Linked DNA regions of Sus scrofa: regions 1 and 3 are each linked to region 2. A link is a contact called in public HiChIP or PLAC-seq data. All regions are on one chromosome and are shown on one strand. Each heading gives the region's core, a stretch centred on a gene start, on an enhancer-like site or on the middle of the called end of the contact. The rest is flanking DNA. Distances are from core to core; before and after follow the strand shown.

The links. HiChIP or PLAC-seq counts read pairs in DNA pulled down with a chosen protein or histone mark.
Region 1: a contact with region 2 is called in an H3K27ac HiChIP or PLAC-seq map of alveolar macrophages. The contact joins the promoter of PANK2 here to the promoter of SIGLEC1 in region 2. A contact is called at or near these places in 1 of 47 Hi-C or Micro-C datasets (fetal heart ventricle) and 1 of 2 datasets of contacts at active chromatin or transcription factors (alveolar macrophages).
Region 3: an H3K27ac HiChIP or PLAC-seq map of alveolar macrophages shows a contact between it and region 2. The contact joins the promoter of ATRN here to the promoter of SIGLEC1 in region 2. A contact is called at or near these places in 2 of 2 datasets of contacts at active chromatin or transcription factors (alveolar macrophages and skeletal muscle).

Annotation. Positions count from the first base shown.
Region 1 is chr17:31,842,204-31,846,129 of Sscrofa11.1, forward strand. It overlaps PANK2 (pantothenate kinase 2, mitochondrial), which reads right to left and starts at 2,098. Exons shown (of 7, transcript XM_021078060.1): 1 at 1,939-2,098.
Region 2 is chr17:31,998,273-32,002,215 of Sscrofa11.1, forward strand. SIGLEC1 (sialic acid binding Ig like lectin 1) reads left to right here and starts at 2,455. Exons shown (of 21, transcript NM_214346.1): 1 at 2,455-2,503; 2 at 2,794-3,153; 3 at 3,422-3,718. The coding sequence starts at 2,455.
Region 3 is chr17:32,236,738-32,240,953 of Sscrofa11.1, forward strand. It overlaps ATRN (attractin), which reads right to left and starts at 2,835. Exons shown (of 30, transcript XM_021077392.1): 1 at 2,326-2,835. The coding sequence starts at 2,696.

The DNA of each region.
Region 1 (3,926 bases), core at 848-3,347, 160 kb before region 2:
AGGGTTTCATTTATTTATTTATTTATTTATTTTGGTCTTTTTGTTTTGTCTAGGGCTGCACCGACCGCAGCCACAGCATATGGAGGTTCCTAGCCTAGGGGTCTAATCAGAGCTGTCGCCTCTGGCCTACACCACAGCCACAGCAACTCGGGATCCGAGCCGCGTCTGCAACCTACACCACAGCTCACGGCAACGCCGGATCCTTAACCCACTGAGCGAGGCCAGGGATCGAAACCACAACCCCATGGTTCCTAGTGGGAATCATTAACCACGGAGTCACGACGGGAACTCCTCTAGGGTTTCATATAAATGGAATAATTCAGTAATACTTTTTTGAGTCTAAATTCTTTTTCTCAGCATAATGGGGTTTTGTTGTTGTTGTTGTTTGTTTTGTTTTTTGGTCTTTTCTAGGGCCGCTCCTGTGGCATATGGAGGTTCCCAGGCTAGGGGTCTAATCAGAGCTGTAGCCACCGGCCTACACCACAGTTCATGGCAACGCCGGATCCCTAACCCACTGAGCAAGGCCAGGAATCAAACCTGCAACCTGGAGTTCCCGTTGTGGCACAGTGGTTAACAAATCCGACTAGGAACCATGAGGTTGCGGGTTCGGTCCCTGGCCTTGCTCAGTGGGTTAACGATCCGGCGTTGCCATGAGCTGTGGTGTGGGTTGCAGACTCGGCTCGGATCCTGCGTTGCTGAGGCTCTGGCATAGGCCGGTGGCTGCAGCTCCGATTAGACCCCTAGCCTGGGAACCTCCATATGCCGCGGGAGTGGCCCAAAGAAATAGCAAAAAGACAAAAAAAAAAAAAAAAAAAAACCTGCAACCTCATGATTCCTAGTTGGAATCGTTAACCACTGGGCCACGACAGGAACTCCCTCAGCATAATGTTTTTGAGATTCATTTCACGTTGTTGCTGTATCGGTAGTTTGTTCATTTTTATTGTTGAGTTATACTCCATACATAGAAATACCTTGCTTTGGTTTTTCACCATCTGGTGGACTTTTGGATTGTTTCCAGTTATTGGCTACTGCAAACAAAACTGCAGTGAAATTTGTGTACAAGTTCTTTTGTGAACATATGATTTCATCTCTAGGAATGGGTCATATGGTAAATGTTTATAAGAAACTTTCCCTCATTTATTACTTATTTATTTATTTTGTCACTTGCCCAGAGGACCTAACACATGCTTTTTTTTTTTTTTTTTTTTTAGGGCAACACCTGTGGCATACGGAGATTCCCAGGCTAGGGGTCTAAGTGGAGCTACAGCTGCCAGCCTACACCACAGCCACTTAGGATCTGAGCCGCATCTTCGATCTACACCACAGCTCACAGCAGTGCCGGATCCTTAACCTGCTGAGTGAAGCCAGGGATCGAACCTGCAACCTCATGGTTCCTAGTCAGATTCGTTTCCCCTGCACCTCAATAGGAACACTCTCTCTCTCTCTCTCTCTCTCTCTCTCCCCCCTCTTTCTCTCTCTCCTCCTCTCCCCCTCCCCCCTCCCCCTCTCCCCCCTCCCTTTTTTTTAAATGGCCACACCTGCTACCTATGGAACTTCCCAGGCCAGGGATTGAATCTGAGCCACAGCTGCGACCAATGCCGCAACTATGGAAATGCTGATCCTTGAACCCACTGTGCTGGTCCGGGGAAAAAACGCGCACCTCTGTGGCAAACTGAGTCATCGCAGTCAGATTCTTAACCCATTGCACCACAGCAGGAGCTCCTAGAATATGCTCTTAATAAATATTTTTGACTATCTGAACAGAAGAAAAATCAGATTGGCCCCTGTCTGAAATATCTTGTATTTGAAATCAAAGATCTCCAAATGAATGAAGGCTTAACTATAAAACCCCAAAGGAATCAATTAATTTGTTTAAAAAAAAAATCTCTTCCAAAACACCTCTCAGTACTGAAAGATGAAGTATGCAGAGTGACTTACCTCTCCCGGAGACTGCAAAAGTCTGAAGTTCTGGGAAGCTACAGATAAACCAGACAGACTCAACGAGCCAGTGAGCTCCTGTCACATGCACAGCTATCCCATGGCACTGGGCTGTTCCTAAGCATGGCCAGAGAAGGCGGCTGCCCATGGAGTACAAGATACCCGCCTCCCCAGAGGAGGAGGAATATATTATCTGATTGGTGAATCTGAAAGTAGGAACTGGGCATGCTTGGCTGGGCCCTAACTTCCTCCCCTGTGGGTGTCAGGAGCTTGTTTGCTTTCTGCTCTGCTACCTGCCATCTAGCGGAGGCCAGCTCCTGGGGAATGAGGGGCCTGACATATCCAGAACCACTGTGAGCAGGTGGATGGTGGACAAGACTGTCAGGATCAAGGCTTGAGCACTCAGCCATAGACCTAAATCCAAATTCTTCAACCACCTCGAGAAGTTTAGAAACGTTTTGGTCCAAAGGAGTGTGGTGCTTTGGGCCTGTAAACCCAACACTCTATTCTTCTTAGTGTTTCTGGGACTTACCTCAAGGAGAAAAACAGCTGGGTTGTAAACAGCTGGGTTGTAAACACCTTGACAAAAAGAGCTGTGACCTTATCATCTTTATACACTCTCCCCCAGCCCGATAGATATGTGATCAACACATAGTAGGCCATCAAATATAATACCAGAACTCACTCCAGACAATTATAGCAGGGCTGTAATACGGCACCAGGCTACTCTCGGAAGTCACCTGAGGCTAATCAACTCCTGCCCAGGAGCCAGCTTGATAAGGATCAGGTTAGTGATGCTGGAAGAACCCCTCAGAACAAGCAGGCTTTGGGGACAGTACTTCACAGGCCAGGCTGCACCCAGGAATCCCCTGAGGAACTTTGGTGGGGGAAACAGAGCCAGGCTACATCTCAGACAAATGCAGTTGGCATCTCTTAGGGTGGAAGTCAGGCATGAGTAGTGTTTAATACTCCCCAGGTGATTCCAAGGTGCAGTCAAGATTGACAAACCAGACTAGCTTTGCTTTGATATAATGAGCAGTTTGTAAGAAATGAAGACTCTCAGGCCTCACCCCAGACCCACCCTATCTGCATTTATAGGGATTCATATATGCACTAAAGTTTGAGACACACTGGTTTTGTTTTCTTTTGTTTTTATGGCCTGCACATAGCATACAGAAGTTGCCAGACCAGATATCAAACCCACACCACAGCAGCAACCAGAGTCACAGAAGTGACAATGCTGAGTCCTTAACTCACGGAGCCACTAAGGAACTCCAACACACACTAATTTAGAATATAGGCTCTTGGGAGTTCCCACTGTGGTGCAGAGTGTTAAGAATAAAACTGCAGTGGCTCGGGTCACAGCTGTGGCTCAGATTCAATCCCTGGCCTTGAAACTTCCATGTGCCACAGGTGCAGCCTTAAAAAAAAAAAAAAAAAAGAATAAAGGCTTTGGAGTCAGTCGAAACTTTTCAAATCCTGGCTGCACCAGCTGAGTGATTTAAGGACAGCTGTTTAACCTAGCTAAACCTCATTTGACAGCAGGTCAATTAAATAGTGGATAACTACACAGCCATCAAAAGGAAATTGTAGGAATTCCTGGTGTGGCTCAGCGGAAATGAATCTGACTAGTATCCATGAGGACACAGGCTTGATACCTGGCCTCGCTCAGTGGGTTAAGGATCCAGTGATGCCATGAGCTGTGGTGTAGGCTGAAGACACAGCTTGGATCTGGCATTGCTGTGGCTGTGGCATAGGCTGGCAGCTACAGTTCTGATTCCACCCCTAGCCTGGGAACCTCCATTTGCCACGAGTGCAGCCCTAAAAAAAAAAAGATAAAAACTTTTGGAGTTCCCACTGTGGCTCAATGGGATCTGCATTGTCACTGGAATGCTAGGATGCAGGTTCGATACTCATCCTGGCACAATGGGTTAAGGATCTGGTACTGTTGCAGCTGCCAAGTAGGTTGCAACTACAGTTTGGATCTA
Region 2 (3,943 bases), core at 1,205-3,704:
TCGGCTGGCAACACCAGATCCTTAACCCAATGAGCGAGGCCAGGGATCAAACCCACATCCTCATGGATCCTAGTCAGGTTTGTTAACCACTGAGCCACGAAAGGAAGTCCAGAATTTATTCCTTCTTATGGCTGAATAATATTCTATTGCATGGACATACCACATTTAAAAAAATCCATTCGTCTGTGGATGGACACTCGGAAACACTAAATGGTTCCACAGGAGCTGCATCATTTTACATTCCCACCAACAGTACACGAATCTTCCATTTTTCCACAGCCTCGCTGACATGTGTTATTTTCTGGTTTTGTTTGTTTGTTTTTTACAGTCATTCTAATGGGTATGAAGTGGTAGCTTATTGTGGTTTTGATTTGCTGGTGACTAATGATGTTGAGCATCTTTTCATGGGTTTATCCGCCATTTGTACGTCATCTTGGAGAAATGTCTATACAAATCTGTAGCCTATTTTTTGAATTTGGGTTGTTTGGGTTTTTTAGTTGTTGAATTGTAGCAGTTCTTTACATATTCCAAATGGTAATCCCTTATCAGATATTTGGATTTTTTTTTTTTTTTTTTTTTTTAGGGCTGCAGGTGCAGCATATGGAAGTTCCCAGGCTAGTGGTTGAATCAGAGCTACAGATGCCGGCCTATGCTACAGCCACAGCACCACCAGATCTGAACCATATCTGTGACCTGCACCACAGCTCATGGCAATGCCAGATCCTTAACCCACCGAGTGAGGCCAGGGATTGAACCTGCATTCTCATGGATACCAATTGGGTTTGTTTCCACTGAGCCACAATGGAAACTCCCTTTATCAGATGTATGATGTGCACGTATTTTTGCCCATTCTGTGGGTTGGCTTTTCACTCTCCTGATATTGTCTTTTTTTTTTTTTTTTTTTTTTTTTTGTCTTTTTGCCTTTTCTAGGGCCACTCCTGTGGCATATGAAGGTTCCCAGGCTAGGGGTCTAATCAGAGCTGTAGCCACCGGCCTACGCCAGAGCCACAGCCATGTGGGATCCGAGCCACATCTTCGACCTACACCACAGCTCATGGCAACGCCAGATCCTCAACCCACTGAGTGAGGCCAGGGATCAAACCCGCAACCTCATGGTTCCTATTCGGATTCGTTAACCACTGAGCCACGACAGGAGCTCCCTGATAGTGTCCTTTGATGCAAAAAGATTTTCATTTTGATTCAGTTCAGTTTATCTGTTTTTTCTTTTGTTGCTTGTGTTCTTAGTGTCATACTTAAGAAATCATTGCCTGAAGTTAGGTCATGAAGATTTTCACCCATTTTCTTCTAAGAGTTTTATAGTTTCTGTTATTTGTGTTTCTGGCATCTCTCCCCTTTGGATTCACATCTGTGTCCCCATCCCCATCAGGGGCACTCCATGGTGGAGGGCCTGCCCTCTTGTGCATAGTATACAGTAGGCTTTCAACTCATGTTTGTGGGATATGTGTTGGGCAGGGTCCTTGTGCTCCCTGCCACACCTAGACTTGCCCCGTCATCAACTTTAAATCCCCAAGAACCACACCCCTCTCTTGCCTGCCACTGAAAGGCCTGGGGGTGCTCTGCCCTGCTGCAGGACAATGTCCTCAGTTCCAGGTCTTGAGAAGTGGGTGCTCACCAGGGACAAGGCAACCACAGAGATGGTTCTGGATTGACTAGAGACCCCAAAAGGGACGTTTCACCTGGAAGCCACCTTGAAGACTGAATGAGATTTCAGCAAGAAAAGATCATTTTTGGTGATGCCAGACCTGGCCAGCTGGAGAGCCCATGGGCAGACAGGACTGGCCCCAGAGTGAGACTGGTCCTAGGGCGAACCCAGGGGGAGCAGGGAATGGGGCAGAGCTCAGAGTAGGAAAGGGGGACCTTTCAGGGATGCACTGGGAACCCCATCTCATGGGAAATGGGGAGCCACAGAAGGTTTTCAAGCAGGGGAGGGACTCAAAGGCAGCACTTTGGTATGTGCTCAGCTCTATAGCTGGTAAGGCTGCTGATAGGGAGCAAGTCTCAAACAAGAAAGCATCATGTGTGCTGGATGCCTTGGAGTAAGTCGCTGGGCCTCTCTGGGCTCCCATTTCTGTTAACTTGGGTGCAGAGACAGGGCAGGGAAGTGGGGAAAGAGAAACAGCTATTTATCCTTGAGGGGCTGGGAAAGCAGAACTTAGGGTGTGGCCAAGTGACAGAGGACTTTCTGGGGCATGCCATCAAGTGAAGGCATTCCTAGGCACAGCCTGAGCTGGGGAAGTGGGCTCCTGGCTCCCTGCTGGCAGCTGCCCTGCCCTCTCACTGGGTTGGCCAGCGTAGCACGTGGGGAAACAGGACTGGGTTCCCAGCAGGCTCTGAGACCCAGGTACCCTGAGGTTCCCCAGGAGGCTCCCGTGTGCCCTGCCAGCCCACTGTGTGCCACCCTCTTAGGCTCCAGAAGCAGCGCCAGAACCTGCTATGGACTTCCTGCTCCTGCTCCTCCTCCTGGCTTCATCTGCTCTAGCAGGTAAGTTGTTCTGGCTTTTTTCTTCTCACAGGGCCTGGCTCAGCAAGGCCAGCCCTTGGCTGGCCTGGGCACACTGGACTGTATCTGGTCACAGGTTTAGCTGCTGAGGTTGAAGAAGGGCATGGGGAAGCAGTGACAGGGAGCCATGACCCTCCCTGGGGTGCCCCGTGGGGCTGCATTGCTGAGGACACGGCAGGGTTCGGGGGCCCATCTGGAGCACCTCCTATGTGACAGATCAGGAGGTGACCCTGGCCTGCATCACACTCCACCCTGTCCTGTCCCTCCCTCAGGCCTGGCCTCGTGGACGGTTTCCAGCCCCGAGACCGTGCAGGGCATCAAGGGCTCCTGCCTCATCATCCCCTGCACCTTCGGCTTCCCGGCCAACGTGGAGGTGCCCCATGGCATCACAGCCATCTGGTACTATGACTACTCAGGCAAGCGCCTGGTAGTGAGCCACTCCAGGAACCCAAAGGTGGTGGAGAACCACTTCCAAGGCCGGGCCCTGCTGTTGGGGCAGGTTGAGCAGAGGACGTGCAGCCTGCTGCTGAAGGACCTGCAGCCCCAGGACTCGGGCTCCTATAACTTCCGCTTTGAGATCAGCGAGGGCAACCGCTGGTCAGATGTCAAAGGCACAGTTGTCACCGTGACAGGTGAGGAGCAGGGTGGCCCAGCCACTGCCTGGGCTCCCAGGCCACCCCTGGCCCCACTGGCTCACAGTTCCCATCCTGGTCTGAAAGCCAACCCCAGCCCCAATCTTGGCCGCAGTTCCAGTCCTAGCCCTGTGCCCCCTGGCATTCGCCCCTGTGAACTACTTGCATTCTCCTTCTCCTTGAAGCTCCAGCCTGGAGCCAGGGTTTCCAAGGCAGGAGGGCTCAGGTGTGGTGAACGGGAGTCCCCAGCCTCCTCTCTCATCCTTAGAGGTGCCCAGCGTGCCCACCATTGCCTTGCCAGCCAAGCTGCATGAGGGCATGGAGGTGGACTTCAACTGCTCCACTCCCTATGTGTGCCCGACGGAGCCGGTCAACCTACAGTGGCAAGGCCAGGATCCCACCCGCTCCGTCACCTCCCACCTCCAGAAGCTTGAGCCCTCGGGCACCAGCCACATGGAGACCCTGCACATGGCCCTGTCCTGGCAGGACCATGGCCGGATCCTGAGCTGCCAGGTCTCAGCAGCCGAACGCAGGATGCAGAAGGAGATTCACCTCCAAGTGCAGTGTGAGTGCACAGGGATGGGGGGACATGCCCTTCCCACTTTGGTGGGGCAGGTGGAGAGTGTTAAGCCCTAAGCACCACGGTGAAAGTCTCCCTTTCATCTCCTGAACCTGCAGCCAGGCTGGGCTGAGAACGGGAGACAGAAAAACCAGAGAATTTGGAGTCTGGCAACAGGGGCCCTGGGATTTAGCCCAGCTCTGGAGGAGGCCAGGGAGGAAGGGGATCACC
Region 3 (4,216 bases), core at 1,585-4,084, 240 kb after region 2:
CTAGCTGCCCACTATCTCTCATGCTTAAAGTGAGTCCACCCAATCCGAACATTACAGACAGACTGATCTAGCTATGTATGTCCCTCCTCATCCGTGGGCCCCCACTGCCTACCAAGGCTTCCCAGATTTTCAGAACTTGAAGAACTCTGCTCTGACCCAACCATCCACTCACTTGATCTTGAAAGTTCCTCAGGTTCAGAATGCTCTGGCCCCATCTTCAAGAACATTCCTGCTCTGGCTCCAATCTAAAAGCCTGTAATGTCATGAAAACAAGCTGAACTATGCTAATCCAAGGCTCAAAGGCTACAGGTCAAAATTCTCAACTCAATGGACAGGGCTCCACACAGCCTGGCTCCTGCTCATCTCTCCAGTCTGGCCATGCTCCCCTTTGCTCTCTCTCCTCCAGCCACCCGGCCTTCTATCCATCCTGCCATGATCCCTCTCATTTTCAAGCCTCCGTACATGCTGGCCCCTCAGCACCCCACCTCCTATGTAGGCAGTGTGATGTCACCCTTCACATCTCAACTCAGAAATCACTTATTTGGACACTAACCTTACCTTTCCAAACTAAATCAAGTTGCTCTTTGCTTCTACAGCTTTAAGAAAATTATAAGAAACTGACAACTGGATTTCTTATTCCCAAGGTAGAATATAAGCTCCAAAAAGGCAGGACAGTGTCTCTCTTGTTAATCACTATAATCACATAACCTCACCCAGAGTAGCCCTCACAAGTATGTGCAGAGTAATGCAGTTCCTAAACCAGAACTACATTACCAGAATCCTCGTTACATGGCCAGCCCTGCTGTACACTAGTCTTGAAATCACTTGCTTGCTCCACAAAGCTCATCTCCTCAAAGTTCTCATTCTCTGAGTTTTCCTTGAAGATCTGACATTACGTGACTCTAGACTTCTACTGTTCCAAACTTCTTTCTCACAATTCTCATCTATGTACCCTGGCACTAGCAATACTTATTAGTCTCCACAATTTTGTCTGACTCCTTTGTTCCATTTGGAGTTTTTTCCCCAGCTCCACATTTCCCAACCTTACTTAGCCTCAAATGCTCAAACTCAATGCCACCTCCTCCTCAAATTATTCCCTGCGTCCCCCAACCAGTCACAGTCTCTCTGTCCCTGAACTCCCACAGGTTCTCTCTCCCTTGCCTCATTCAGATATTGGACCAAAGGTCACTTCCAATGTGTGGCTTCTCCAAAAACTATCCACTGGTTATAATTCTCTATCAGGCCAACATGTCTTACTCACTTGACAGCTTTTATCATTATCTGAAATCACCTTGTTCTTTTCTTTCACTTATTCATTTACTTGTTAACTGCCTGTCTCCCCACTAGAAAGTAAGTTCTATGAGAGGAGGGACCCTGGCTGTCTTGTTCTCCGTATTTCCCCACTCCTCCACGTCGGACATCAAAAATGCCCAGTGAACATCTGCCAAAGGCATGAATGACTTTGTGGTCCTTATGATTAGAGTCATCTATGAACCTATCTTTCTCGACCTATGTTCCAAACACCTTGTGGACTAGGCTAAAGTCTGCCTAATCTATCTGTCTGTGTGTATTATCCAGAAATCCTTGCACGACTAAAGCAAATAATAGCTAACTACCAATTAATTAATGGCGAGGTCCTGCCCTAAACCAGACCAACTCAGAACTCCATATTCTCCAGAAACCAGGGCAAATAAGAACCTCCTTCCATGTGCTCCCCACGACAGACCCTGGTCCAATCCGCCTCCTCCGGTGAGCTTCTAAAGGCTACTTTCCTCACTTTCCTTTAGCCAAGAATCACTACTTCTTCTATATCTAATATCTCACAATCCTACCCTTTTCCCTTCTATCTCCAAACAACAAATCTCTTCCAGGGCCCTGTTTCTTCAAAGTACCCCACAGACTGGAGTATCTCTAACCAGTCAGGCAACTCATCAGGCCCTAGAGAACTAGGGGATGTTCTTTTGAAGTGTTTAAGGAAGACTGGCTCTCTCACCTTTTCTTTTATACCTCATTTACGAAGAAGCCCGACTGGCTTTGATAATCCTCGGGACCCTAAGCTTTCCACTCATGTAGACCGCCGCACCCAAACCCCTTTGGGGAGCCCCCACCCTCGCCTTGAACCTTTTCATCTTCTAGTACAGGAAGACCCCAGGCCAGAGAAGATGATCTCCCCGGAAGCAAATGGTCCTCAAACACCATGGGGCGGCCGTACCCTCCCCACTTTCCGTCTGGCATGCGCCCCCAGCCTGGGGCCATCTCCAGCCCCCTTGGCCTCAGCCTCTGGCTGGGCCCTACCCTCCAACACCGCACATTACCCCCACTCACCTGAAGCGGCCCCCGCAGTGCTGGCATTGCTCGCCCACCCAGCCGGCGGGGCAGACGCACTGGCCGGTGCCAGGGTTGCAGCGGCCGCCGTTGACACAAGGCCGGTCACATTCCTTGGCCTCGGCTGCAGCTGAGCCCGACACCGCTGCCGCTGCCGCCGCGGCCTCAGCCACCCAGGGAAGCAGCAGCAGCGGCGGGAGCAGCAGCAGCAGCAGCCACCGCGAGAGGCGCAGCCCGGCCCCCAGCCCCGGCCTCCCGGCCCCAGTTGTGTCCCAGTCCTGGCGCCGCCTGTCGTTCCTGCTCGCGGGCGCTGTAGTCTCCGCCGTCCTCCTCTTCAGCTTCGCCTCAGTCGCCGCCGCCGCCGCCACCATCTTCCCGGGGCAGAGAGTGTGCCCCGCGAACACATACACACACGCGCGCGCACACACACACACACACGGACACAGACACACACACACACCGCACGGCCGGCTCAGCTTCGCCTGGCCGTGCGGGGCGGGGCTGGGCGGACGGTGGCTCTGGGCGGCCAATCTTGAGGGCGGGGCCAGGACTGCGCGGGAGGCGGGGCCGGCGCGTCCGTGCGTGGGCGGGGCGCAGAGAGCAGGCTGCCATCCTCCAGCGCGCGCGGCCCTGGAAGAGGGTCTCTAGCTGGAGATTTGAGGTTGGCCAAAGCGTCCCAGGCTTTGATACCGACCCGGGCGCCCTAGCGCTCTAGTTTTATCCCTTCGCTCGGCTCGGCGGCATCTGGGTAGACATCCTGAAGCTCCCTCTTCCCTTTGGTTGCCTGGGAGCCTATCGCTCTTCTAGCCAACCCCGCGGAGTTGAGCGCTACCTTCCAGAGACGCCGGCGCCCATCAGCTCTCTACCCCAACACTGCTGCCAAGCAGAAAGGTCCTAGGAGTCGCGGTGTAGTGCTTGATGCGGTGACATAGGAGTGCTGCGATCGAGCCTCTGCTTTCTCCTCTAATACAGGGTTAACAAGTAACACGTGTCTTAAGAACCCAACGCATAGGCTATACTCAGTAAATGCCTAAGACTGAAGCTACATAGCCCGGCCTCCCTTGATACAGACTGATTCAGTATTAGAACAGACCCCCACACACACCTTTAATTCTGTAGAGGAAGTTTGGGATTTAATTGCTCCCCACTATTTGCGCTCCAGTCATCTCTGAAGAAAGGGCAGCATAAAATTAGGAACCGAAGCATCCTACCCACCCACCCCGCCACAGCCCCTAGAGCCCCTCTTGTCAGGTAGTTACTTTGTTGACCTCCAATGAAACGTGCCTCCTGGCAGTATAAGCTTGTGTGGTTCTCCACCCTGAAATCTGGACTGGGCCTTTGACTCAACTTACCCAAAGAAGAATCTGGGGGAAATGATGATGTGCTGGTTTCAGGTCTGAGCCTTAAGAACACCTGGCAATCTTGATTCTGAGCTCTTGATAAAACTGGGCTGCATCTGCTCTTCCATCTTGCTGTAAGAGATCACATGGAGTTCTCCAGTTATCACAGAGAACTGAGATCCCAGACACAAGAACCAGGTGCACCCATCCAGGTGAGGAACCAAGTCATTGAGGGAAGAAGCCCTGCCATCTGAGCTGTTCCACATTACCTAGAATGGAGACAAGTCTTTCCTACTATGCCTTATCCAAAATCCTGAGAAATTAAAATCCAGCTGCTATTTTATGTCTGCAAAGTTTAGAGAGTTTTGCCAGAACCTTGTCTGACATAAGCCTTGTGTTGTGAGGAATAACCCTATGGCAGCTAGGGATGTTTGGGCACCTTGCAATCCCTGGAAAATAAAGAAAGGCCCTCTTTTACCTCAGAGCACAGAATTCTAAGATTCTAGGATGTAACCAGGTTCTGATCTTCCTCCTTCTGCATCCTCTTCAAG